Regions from separate parts of the Mus musculus genome. Here all the other regions are linked to region 2. The links are chromatin contacts, called in public Micro-C and promoter capture Hi-C maps. All regions are on one chromosome and are shown on one strand. Each heading gives the region's core, a stretch centred on a gene start, on an enhancer-like site or on the middle of the called end of the contact. The rest is flanking DNA. Distances are from core to core; before and after follow the strand shown. Region 1 holds the start of Crmp1 (collapsin response mediator protein 1). Region 2 holds the start of Wfs1 (wolframin ER transmembrane glycoprotein). Region 3 holds the start of Mrfap1 (Morf4 family associated protein 1). Region 4 holds the start of Bloc1s4 (biogenesis of lysosomal organelles complex-1, subunit 4, cappuccino).

Evidence for each region. Promoter capture Hi-C pulls out the DNA fragments that hold promoters and counts their contacts. Hi-C and Micro-C count contacts between places; a contact is called where the count stands out from the background. Capture Hi-C pulls out chosen DNA fragments and counts their contacts.
Region 1: a promoter capture Hi-C map of adipose tissue shows a contact between it and region 2. The contact joins the promoter of Crmp1 here to the promoter of Wfs1 in region 2. A contact is called at or near these places in 3 of 484 Hi-C or Micro-C datasets (cortical neurons and embryonic stem cells) and 2 of 9 other capture datasets (adipose tissue and embryonic stem cells).
Region 3: a contact with region 2 is called in a Micro-C map of embryonic stem cells, with 3 times the contacts expected there. The contact joins the promoter of Mrfap1 here to the promoter of Wfs1 in region 2. A contact is called at or near these places in 1 of 39 promoter capture datasets (liver), 6 of 484 Hi-C or Micro-C datasets (CD4 T cells, embryonic stem cells, neutrophils and 2 more), 5 of 115 datasets of contacts at active chromatin or transcription factors (effector CD8 T cells, embryonic stem cells, epiblast stem cells and 2 more) and 2 of 9 other capture datasets (adipose tissue and pancreatic islet).
Region 4: a promoter capture Hi-C map of liver shows a contact between it and region 2, with 2.8 times the contacts expected there. The contact joins the promoter of Bloc1s4 here to the promoter of Wfs1 in region 2. A contact is called at or near these places in 3 of 39 promoter capture datasets (hippocampal neurons and liver), 4 of 484 Hi-C or Micro-C datasets (the N1E-115 cell line, cerebellar granule neurons, cortical neurons and 1 more) and 1 of 9 other capture datasets (liver).

The regions. Positions count from the first base shown.
Region 1 is chr5:37,240,800-37,243,499 of GRCm38.p6, forward strand. Crmp1 (collapsin response mediator protein 1) reads left to right here and starts at 1,259. Exons shown (of 14, transcript NM_001136058.2): 1 at 1,259-1,726. The coding sequence starts at 1,346.
Region 2 is chr5:36,987,725-36,990,424 of GRCm38.p6, forward strand. It overlaps Wfs1 (wolframin ER transmembrane glycoprotein), which reads right to left and starts at 1,258. Exons shown (of 8, transcript NM_011716.2): 1 at 1,142-1,258.
Region 3 is chr5:36,795,172-36,798,132 of GRCm38.p6, forward strand. It overlaps Mrfap1 (Morf4 family associated protein 1), which reads right to left and starts at 1,583. Exons shown (of 2, transcript NM_026242.3): 1 at 1,032-1,583; 2 at 1-773. The coding sequence starts at 1,422. The coding sequence ends at 1,045.
Region 4 is chr5:36,747,357-36,750,056 of GRCm38.p6, forward strand. Bloc1s4 (biogenesis of lysosomal organelles complex-1, subunit 4, cappuccino) reads right to left here and starts at 1,323. Exons shown (of 1, transcript NM_133724.3): 1 at 18-1,323. The coding sequence starts at 1,289. The coding sequence ends at 642.

The sequences.
Region 1 (2,700 bases), core at 9-2,508, 250 kb after region 2:
TCTGCCTAGGGGGCTGGCAGCTTGTGAGCCTTCCATCCAGAGAGCACAGCTGAGATTCCTGGGTCCCCAGGGAATCTCATAACCCCTATGCTAGAAAGTCATAAATAAATGAGGGGATCCCAAGTCTCCATACTTCTTCCTGGTTAAAGAAGCCCCTCAAGTCTAGACATTAAGCTCCAGGCATAGTTGGAGTGGGCTGTATTCAGGATGTGGGAGCTGCCCATAGATGGAGGCTATCGTCTGGGTCATTGCCTACTGCCTGTGTGTCTATCCCTGCATATTTGTTTCCTAAGTGTTCTGTTCAAGAGTTCTTCCTTCCCTCGTGTCTGGTAGGGATGTGCACGAATTCCCTATCAGCAGTCTACAGGCCTGTGTGTGAAGGAGCCTTTGTGAGGTTGCTTTTGGTAGTGGTGTGGAAATTCTTTACCCTGAGATGTTGTTGGGCTGTGTATCCAGCACGAGTGTGAGTCATTGGTTCAGTGACAAGTGTCTGGGAGTGTAATGCTAACATGACCTCCTTGCTATGGGATAGGAACCTCTGTTCCTGAGTGCTGCAGGCTGCATTCTCTATCATACCTTTTAGAAGCTGGCCCTTGACACCAGGGATTTCATTCTACTCTTAGTCCTGTGCCCAGCACCTACACTAGTGCCAGATCCTATCAGGCAATCAGTGTAGTAGTGTCGAGTGAGCCAATGGGGAGTTGGATGTGTATGCCTCTGACTGTGCATCTAAGATCATTTAATTTTTGTATGATTTTTGGTGGTGCGTGGGGTTGCCTGACAGGGAATCTCTGGTGTGCGCGCGCGAGCGTGTGTGAGCGTGTGCGTGTGTATCTATGGTGTGCTAGCTGTCTGGAGGGAGCGCGGAGGTACCTGATTTGGGTGTATGTACCATGTACAGACATGCTGATGTCTGTGCAACTCTTGTTTGTGAGGTGAAGCTTAACCGTGTGTACGTGCGTGTGTGTATGTGTGTTGTGCACCCGCGCACCGCCCCCACCCCGTCTCTGCCCGCGCCCTGCGCTCCTTCTAGAGGCGGAGAGCCGGGTGCGTGGAGGGCACTGCGGCTCGGCCGCCCGCCCTCCGCGCTGCGGCTACTGCACGTCACCATCCTCCCCGCCCCGGCCGCTGTCCCCGCCTCCACGGTCCTTTGTAGCTGGCAGTGGCGCTGGTCTTGGTCACCGTAGGCTCCGCCCCGCCCCGGCCACGCCCCTCGCGGGCCACGCCCCGGCCCTTCCTCCCTCCCTCTTTGCCCGACCGCAGTCGCGCTTGGGCCGCCGCGGGCCCGCACCGAGGCGCTCAGCGCGGAGCCAGCGGTGGCGAGAGCTGACCGCCGGAGACGGGGATGGCGGAGCGGCGGCGCGCGTGGAACACGGAGGACGACCTGCCGGTGTACCTGGCGCGGCCAGGCAGCGCGGCGCAGACCCCGCGCCAGAAGTACGGCGGCATGTTCGCCGCCGTGGAGGGCGCCTACGAGAACAAGACCATCGACTTCGACGCCTACAGCGTGGGCCGCCGCGGCTCCGCGCGCACACCACGCAGCGCTGGCCGGCCCGACGCCGTGGGCCTGCCGTGCCCCGGCGGCAGCGAAGACACGGCCAGTGATGTGAGCGAGCCCTCGGGCTCTGCTGTCAGTTCGCCAGGCGATCGCGATGACAGACCGCCAGCGTTGCGCATCCGATGTCCTGCGCCCCGCGACCTGCCACTCGGCCGGGACAATGGCCAGGTACCCTCGGGGCACGTGGGCCGGACGTGGGGGGCGGGGCCCTTGGAGACCCAGGGCTTGGGTGGCGCGAGGGCGAGTGTGGGGGCCCCGCTGCCACCAGGTTCTGGGGGACTGCTACGGCCCCTCCCCCACATCATCCTACAAGAGGTTCAGAGAGGTTGTAGGATAGGCCAGGGTTGGCCAGCATAGCCTCAGAAAGCCAAGCCAGGTTCTGAGAGGGGAAGTAAGTTGCTGCAGCTGCCGCTAAGGGACCTGTAAGGTGAATTTAAGCCTCGTTCACCTTCTGGGGTTCTGTGAAAAGGTGAGCATTCTCTGTCTTCTTCCATCTATCTATCCGCTCACCCAGTGATCGTGGACGCTTAGGCTGCACTTGGCTCTGGGAGAGGTTCACGGAATGACTCTGTTCATACAGCTGCTCCCGCCCCTCCCTGGGGGGACGATGTGGTTAAGGGTTCAGATGCTGGGCAGTAAGAAATCATCCAGGACACTCCTGGATGTGTAAATTGGAGGCGAACCCGGGATTTGAACCCAGGCGTATGGACTCCCCGACTTCCGAAAGTGAGGAGGGACCTCAGGAAAAGACATGACCAGGGCTTGGGCTTTAGAGATTTTCTTCCCTAAGTTGGAATTTACCAGGGAATACGGATGGTCAGACAGAAGAGTCCTGGACAGGGTGGGTGAGGTCAGAGCCACGTGTCTGGGAAACAGAAGTTGGAGCAGCTCTGGGAAGCTGTCCCTTGAGCTCTGGGCTGGGCTGGCTCGGCAGCCTGGCCCCACCCTCCAGAAGTTCCCTGGCTGGGGAGAGAGAGCTGTGGACTCATTTCAAGAATTAAGTTCAATCAGGTCGAGAGTGATCAATAAATGCTTGCTATGGAGTTTTATCATCATTCTCGGTTTAATTAATTAATTCGCCCTTTCCGTTAACACTATGAGAAAGTGAACCCAGAGGAAGAGTTTGAACAGGACTGTAATCT
Region 2 (2,700 bases), core at 8-2,507:
CATAAACTCTCTCTAGATTCCTAGTTAGATGAAAAAGTACCTGCGAATGGCATCAGCACCAGAGAGACATAGGTCAACAGGTGAGGGAACTGGGGAGGTAGCCCCTGTGATCGCCATGGCCTTCAAGAGCCTAGGACATGGGTCCGAGTGAGGGTTGGATTCTAGAGAGGAAAGTCCCAGCCAACCACCTGGGGTCTTTGTCCAAGGTGACAGAGGAAGGGCTGCACCTGCTTGCCTGGGGGAGGGGGAGGGAATTGGAGGTGGGAGGAGGGGGTAGAGGTTCATTAGCTCTGTCCATTAGGTGTGTGGTCCTGTCCAGGCCCCAAATCTACTGAGCCTCTGTGTCCAATGGAAACTGTAAGTCCTACCCCTAGGACTAGGGGCCCGAGTACACGGTGGAGGGTGACAGTGTCAGGGAGATAGTTCCAAGAAACTAAAACGCTGTTTTATTGGACTCTCATATAAAGATAACTAACAAAATACGTTGAAAGGACGCAGCTCCATCACACCCAAAAGTGCAGGATCAGATTTTCCAGAAGGCTTCCAGTTCATCTGACCAGAACCTAAGTTCCTCTAGGTGCGGTGCATACCAGAGCTGGGGTCACACAATGGCCAGCAGGTACCTAATAGGGTGGGTAACTATGGGCGGGTCCCAAGGGTTCCTACCTCCTTTTCTGAGGACCAGGAAAGAGAAAGAAACAGACACACGGCTCCTGGGTGGGCTGAGCCCCCACGCGCCCCAGGAATCAGGTCCTTCATGGTCCTGGGTAGGGAGTCCAGGGATGTAGGTCTTGATGGGGCAGCTCTGGAGCGTGGGCAGCCTCTCCGACACGCTGTCCCCATCCGCAGCGCGGTCATGCAGGGAGATTTGCGGGAGTGCCGGGACTCCAGGGCTGAGTGAGAGGCGCACGGCTTGGGCACAACTGGCCCAGTTGGGGCAGTAGACGCCTCGGGCTCCGTGGAGCAGCGAGAGTCCTGGCCTCCAACTTCTAGCAACTTGGAGTGGACTTGGGGCTCTGCCACCCATCAGGGGAAACTGAGGCCGGGAGAGCAGCGCCACCCAGCGCTCCGAAACCCTCCCTGACACTGCGCGCCCAACGCCAAGGCCAAGGCCATGGCACAACGACCCTGAAGAACTTACCGGCCGCAGTGCTGGGCCTCCCAGCCCGCCGCGAAGTTGCTCCGAAACCGCGGAGATTGCAGCGGCCAGCTGAGCAGGCGGAGCGCGCGGCCCTACATTCAGCGCGGCCCCGGGAAAGGGGGCGGGGCCTGGGCGGGGCCTCTGCCACCCTCCATTCCTGCTGCGACCCAGGGAGACTCGGCTCGTTAAGTCGCCGGCAAGCCTGCCAATCACTATGTGCTGTCGCGAATCACGGAGCGCCTCGCCTTGCAGCGACTTGCTCTCTTGGGTCGCCAGGAGGACAGATGGCGGCGAGAGGGCGGGTCTGGCCGGCCCACAGCTTAAGTTTCCGAGTGGACTCGGCCCCGGCCCTGCCCCCTCGCCGCCCCGCCTCCAGGACATCTCTTTCCTGACCCAAGCTTGTAAGCCTGCTGCTTAACAGGTGGTTGGACCCAGGAACAAGTCTCGCGCCACCTTTGGCCCGCCTCTGCATCGTGAGGCCCCATCTTCAGACTTCAGACCGGCTATTACAATACTGACTAAGGTCGCGCACTTCGTGCCAGGCGCCCTAATTCCGACGCATTGAGATACACAGAGGACTCCCCAGTGTAGCAGCGAGTACAAAAAGTGTGTGTGCACGTGCTACCAAGTACTGCCTTAAATGATCAAAACCCAAACCCAAAAGCAGTTCAGCACTCTTTAAAGATTAGCCAGACGATAATGCCAGGCTCAGGCAGTTGGAAGCCCCTCCCCCCTCCTTTTTTTTTTTTTTTTTTTTTTTTTTTTTCCTCAGGAGTGTCTGAGAGGTGTGGTTTGGAGATCAAAACTACAGTCTTGTTTCCGTGCTCCTTCCTTTCCTGAACCGCACATCTCACTGCACCTGCCCCGGTGATCTGCACCAACAGGTCAGGCTGACAGAGACAGCATCACCATCTTATCAGGAGGAGGTTGCTCACTGAACCACTACAACCAAATACTTTGATTCTGCACCTGCTCAGGGTCTAATCTCAAGTACCCCAGCTAGGCTCACAGAGGAAGGAAGCTTATCCCAGCAGAGTGACTCTGTCCTGCCTCCATCTGGGGCCCTTTCAGAAGCAGAGATTTTCAGGTTCACCCCCTAAGTGTGGGGTGGCTGTTTCGGGGCGAGGTGGGGCAAGTTCAAGAAGCAGGAGCACCAGATGGCAGTGGCTTTTTCAGAACTATAGCCTTGCCTTACCAAAACAAGTTGCTAGAGCTGCTGGAGGGGTTACATTAAAAAAAAAAAAAAAAAAACTTCTCCCAATATGGAAAAGGAAACGTGGCCTCTGCCATAGCAATTCACATTTCCATGGTAACTAATTGTCTTAATGCATTTTCTGTTGCTATGACAGAATATCTGGGACTAGGTAATTTGCAAAGGAAAGAAGTTTATTTGGTTCATTGTTCTGGGGGGTGGGAGAAGCCAGGACCAGGCAGCACATGGCAAGGGCCTTGTCCTGCATCAACGTGTGCAGGAAAACAGAGAGAAAGGTGGGTGGCACCAGAAGAGTAGAAAACATAAGGCGCCACTCTTTGTAACTAATTAGATGACAGTAATTAAT
Region 3 (2,961 bases), core at 333-2,832, 190 kb before region 2:
TAACAAGACCTCTTCTCCCATCCGAGGTTCCATTTCTTTTAGAAATGAGTTAGGCTGTCCCAACAAACTCACCAGGCAGGTTACAATAGATAGTGTAGCACATAAAATTTAAATTTTGCACAAAATACATCTCTCCTCCTTTGGTCTCACACAGAAATTAAAGTCCCCCAATAGAAACAATACTATCCTCCGACCCTTCTCCCAGGTCATCAGTCCTAGCCATGTAAGGCCCATCCACTGTCCCGGATGAAGTCTGGTCTCTTCTGCCATTGCTGCATGGAGTCTTCGAGAATTAACACAGCTCCTTCAGAACTTTCAGAGGCGGTGAGCTTCAACTCTGAGTCTCAAGTGTCACAGAGATTCAAAGTTCAGGGAGCTATCAGGTCACCCAAGAAAGAGCAAAGCACCTCAAAATTTAGGAACAACAACCAAAGGCCAGGAATGAACGTTATTCAACTGCCACAGGGCTTACAATCTAGGCCCTAATTCCCGTATGTGAGCGCATTTTCCAAATCAAAGTTATTTCCCCCAAACAAACAAAAAAAAGGAACCACCGAATAATCAAAAACTCATATCGAGGTCGTCAACCGCAGACCATAGCAGAAACGTAGTGTCAGTGAGAAACAGAGGGAAGACAGAGGGGAAAAGAAAAAAAAATAAGAAGGAGATAAAAAAAAAAAAAAAGGAAAACAAAAGGCTCTCTGGTTTCAGCTTCTCCAGGGTGTCATGTCAGCCAATCGCCATCACTCAACCAGAATCCATTGGCTGGAAACCTAAGGCACGGGCGGGAGAGATTCATCACCGAGAGGTTAATCACGCTGTCCGGACAGCAAAGCAAATACCCGGCCCCCTTCTGGACGCTGTCTCACTTAGGGCCCCATGCTCTCCAGCACCATCTGGAAACTTCCACGGTCTCCCCGCCGACGATTTGCTATTACTCCTTCCCCAGGGGGGGCCTAGTTTACTCCCGAGGCGACAAGCCAGCCTCCTCCCCCACCGTCGCCCACGCCCCGCCAGGCTCCCGCCCTTACCGCGGCCGGCTCCTCACGAAGACTCGCTCTTCTCTATCCGCCGCACGAGCTGCACCAGCATCTCGGCCATCTTCGCCATCTCCTGCGCCTTCTCGTCGGCCTTCTCCGCCCGGGGGCCGCGGGGCTCGGCGCCGCCGGCACCCTGCAGGTGGTTGAGGGCGCTCTCCTCGGAGGCCTCGACCTGCGTCTTGATCTGGATCAGCATATTGTCCATCTCCCACAGCTTGCCCCGGTTGCGCGCCGGCGCGCGCCCGCGCTCGCGCGTCAGCGACGCGATGTCCTCGCGCATCTCGTGGATGACGGGCAGCAGAAACTGCTCGAAGTCCTCCTCGGGCTCCAGCACCTCCACCTCCTCGGGCTCCGCCAGCTCCACCGCGTCCAGGGGCCGCATCGCCGCTGCTCTGCTCGTCTGCACGACCCTCACGGACGGAGCTCGGGCCGAGTCCTCAAAACTTCCGCCGCCGGTCCAACTTTCCGCCTCGGAGAAGCCACGGAGACGAGTGACTGCCGAGCGGGCGAGCGACGAACAAAATGGAGTCTCAACCGTCAACCAGCGCTCGGCGCTTTGCGACCCCTTTCACGACACCTCCGCGCCCCCTCTTTACGGCCGCGCTGAAAGGGGCGGGCGCGCTCGCGTCCACGAAGGGGCGGGGCGAGCGCCTCTGCGGCCGCGCGCTGACATTAGGTCGGCCTCCCTTTCGCAGCTTTTGCAGCTGCTCTGGGTGATGCGAAGTTCGTCCCTTCCTGTATCTTATTCCGATTTTATTTATTTACTTTTTGAAACAGGACCTCACGCTGTAGCCAAGGCTGGCCTGGAACTCAATTATTTGGCTTAAACTGATCTTGAACTCTAGGCAGTCCTCTTGCCGTAGCTTCCCGTGTCGCAGGTGTGAGCCACCGCACCCGACAAGTTTACTTTTAAAAAAGAAAAAGAGCCCGCCTTTAATTCCAGCACCTGGGAGGTAGAGGCGGCAGGCAGACCGATCCTTGAGTTTGAGGTCATCCTGGTGTACATAGTGAGTTCAGTACATAGACCCTGTTTCAAAACAAATCAAAACCACCAAACAAACAACAACAACAACAACAAAAACAGTTTTTCGAAACTGGGGAAAGAGGAATCTTGGAAAGCCATGTGTGGACAGTCATCCTGCTCATAGCTCCGCCCCTTTGGTTAGTTTAAGTGAATTATCATATCTTGATTGACGGAGTGGCTGGGTGTGTTTTTACCTGACAGAGCTCCTGGCTTCCTAAGGTGAAACTATTGTCTGATGCTTTCTGAGGCCCCAGGTCACATTCAGTTGGTGATCACTTGCTGTGGAAAGGACAGAAGTTGGCTCAGACGACTACATTTGCGTAACTGTTACTCAACCAACACTGAACTTTAAGGGGAGATGCCGAATTCTTAGTCTACGATCAGACAGTACTTTCTCAGGAATCTAAACTATGTATCTCACTGGTTTTCTAACCACAAGTCGTGAAACCATTTTGCAAAAACCAACCATAGGCATATATAAAGTGCATATCTTTAATTGGACTCTACACTCAGTGGCTTTTGTTTAAAAATAATCCAGGGTAAGAACATGAATAAGCAAATGGTTCAGAGGACAATGGGATACTGTTGCACACTGCATCAGGATACTTAGACTGCAGAACCCTGACATGGGGAAAGGCTGGTATACATTGATCCCAGGAAATTCTCTTCTTTCTCTCCCTCTCGCTACTACTCTCCCTTCCCCTCCCTCACCCTCTCACTCTGCCCCTCCCTCCCGTCTTAATTGGTGGGAATGTGATCTCTATGGCTAAGACAGCTTCTACTGTACAACCCAGCAAATTAGTTGAACCCATGAATCCACCCAAAACCCTGCACATGGATTGTACCCATTAGTGATTCCCTCTGAGTTACCAATAATGTATCAGTGTCACATTAAGG
Region 4 (2,700 bases), core at 73-2,572, 240 kb before region 2:
AATCTCCAGAAGGAAATCTCTGCCAAAGAAATTTAACATTTTAATTGATGTGCTATAAATAGAACACTGACAACCATACATTAATATTCTTGCTTTGATAAACTAAGCTTCCAGTCAAACTGTCAAATACAACTTCAGGACTCCCTGCAACAAAACGCCCAGTTTGCTATCTTAAGAAACTGTCTTCTTTCCTTTGGCTTACAGTCTACACCATAGAAAATTGAATATAATACAAAACAATTTACTATCTATCCCAGAAGGCTACAGAAAACTGAACCACTGTTAGGATTTAATAATACAGCTTTAATTTCTTGGGCACTTTTGATCATATAAATATATAAATCTTAACAAGGAAACACTGTTCACTGTAATAAAGGCCATAAAAATAACAGCTCTGCCGTATTGCACCGATAAATTAATTCAGTTGGCTTCCCCAGGTCCCCACCAAAGAGCTTTCGAATCCGAACTGGAAGACATAGAGACCTACACTCTTGGCATCGAATACTGACGATGTCAAGTCGTTTGCAGAAAATAAACTTTAACCTTTCACATCCCGGCATCACATACGCCAGTTCACAGGATTTCTTAACACTTGGGACAAGAGTCTCGCTGGAGTCCTCATGCGGTGGAGGCGCACACGCTCAGAGCTGCGGTCTGTCACCGCAGCCAGGGAAGTGGTCCTCGGTCCGAAACAGGACTGGCGGCTCGTACGCCGCGCGCTGGGGCCCGCTGGGCGCCGACCTGAAGAGAGCGGGGACGCTGATGGTATGCAGCAGCCTCCGGAAGGCCCGCGGGAAGGTCCCCAGCTCGGCTTCGGCCTTGGCGACCTGCTCCTCCATCCTGGCCACGCTGCTCCCGATCATCCGCACGAAGGCCTCCAGCTTGTCGATCCGGCCGTAGATGCGCCTCATCTCGGCCGCCTTAGCGTGGATCCGGGGCACGCCCTCGCCCACCACATGCGACGAGTCCCCGCGGATCATGTCCAGCATGCCCACGAACTCGTCCACCTTGGCCAGCAGCTCCTCCAGGCTGGCGTCCAGCGCCTCCACCTCTGGCCTCGGTCCCGCGCTGGGCAGCAGGCTGGAGGCGTAGCCCGAGGCGGCGCGGCGCAGCAGCGGCAGGTCGCGGCCCGGCGCGTCCTCGGGGCCGTCATCGTCCCACGGCCCGGACGCGCTGCTGTGGCTCTGCGAGACGTGGCCGCTGTCCCCGCTCCACGCGGCGCCCAACGGCTCGGCCTCCTCGGTAGAGACCTCTCGAGACAGGGTTCCGACGGCGGGTCCTTCCTCCATGGCCCGCTCGGCCGCTTCCGGTGCTGAGCGATTGCGTTACGGTCTGAGATGCCTGCTTCCGGCGCCTCCTAAAGACGTCACGCCCCTAACAAGTAGCCAAGCCTACTATCCACATGCCCAGAGAGCCCGCAGTGCTTCTGGCTGGCTTGTCGGTGCGTTCGTAGTGTGTGCCAGCAGAGTTTGCACAAGTTAGTAATCCAAAGAGGGTGACAGACGATTAGAGGATAGATAGAAAGATGGGTAGATGGCAGATAGATAATAGATGACAAATAGATTAGACCAGTGGCACAGGCCTTTGGTAGCAACACTCAGGAGTCAGAGGCAGACAAATCTCTTAAATTCAAGGCCAGCCTGGCCAGTTTCACGCCACCAAGGGTCCTGTAGTGAGGCTCTGTCTCAGACAGACAGACAGATCAATAGATAATGGAATGATAGGTAGATTGGTGGTAAATTGACAAATGATAGTGTCAGAGAAATACATTGAAGCAGAGCTGAGGCTGTCCATACCGTCACAGCAGGTTACCTCTGTTGCTCCACCTGCCCTGTAGCCAGCCAAGGCTAAATCTCCGTAGATGGAAGGATATTCCAAAGCCCTGTCTAGGAACTGGGGGACTCCAGGTGTTTGAGCTCAAGAATAATACAAAGAACTTCTCATTTTTATTATTAAAGGAAGCAAAATATGAGGTGACATTTATGATTAGTTTTAGCAAATACAAGTACAGAAAATATACCTGGTGTTATCATCTTTGGTCTTGTGAAAAGAGCCAAGAATATCCCTCCTATTTGTCTTTCCCACAGAGATAACGGGGACATGCCAGGGCATTTCCTGCACGTCCTTGCGTATCCTCTTATCACAGTTTATGTAATTCTTTCTAGAAGGCCACCTTGTGGGAAGAACATCCCACACAATGGCCTATCCGTAGTTCACAGTAAGTTCACAGCTCTCTTAGACTTGTTCCCACATCTATCCACTGTGTAGTACCCACCAGCACCCATGTGAGGCTCCAGCCTGCCTCTTTTCCCTTACCAGCGATAGCAAAATAAACTGTAAGCAAAAGCAAGAACAGTGGAACACAAAAGTCAACCTAACGAGTGGTCATCTCAGCCTCCTCACAAAAGAAGTACTCTCACCCAAGCATGGATTCCATCACAATGCTACCAGAAAAACAAACAAACAAACACAAAAACAAGGTAGGAATAAATTCTTAATATTCATAGAAACATCCAAGGTGGCGTCTCTGAGACCCATGCAGTCTGGCAGGTCCTTGGGAAACTTAGGGCCTTATTCTTCAACATTGTCAAGTGAAGACAGGCATAAAGTAGAGATGCCCTTGTCTTGATGGGATTTGTAGTGGGTATTTTGTCCAAATGGCCTGGACCCCATTGTCAGGAGACGTAAACCAGATCCCCA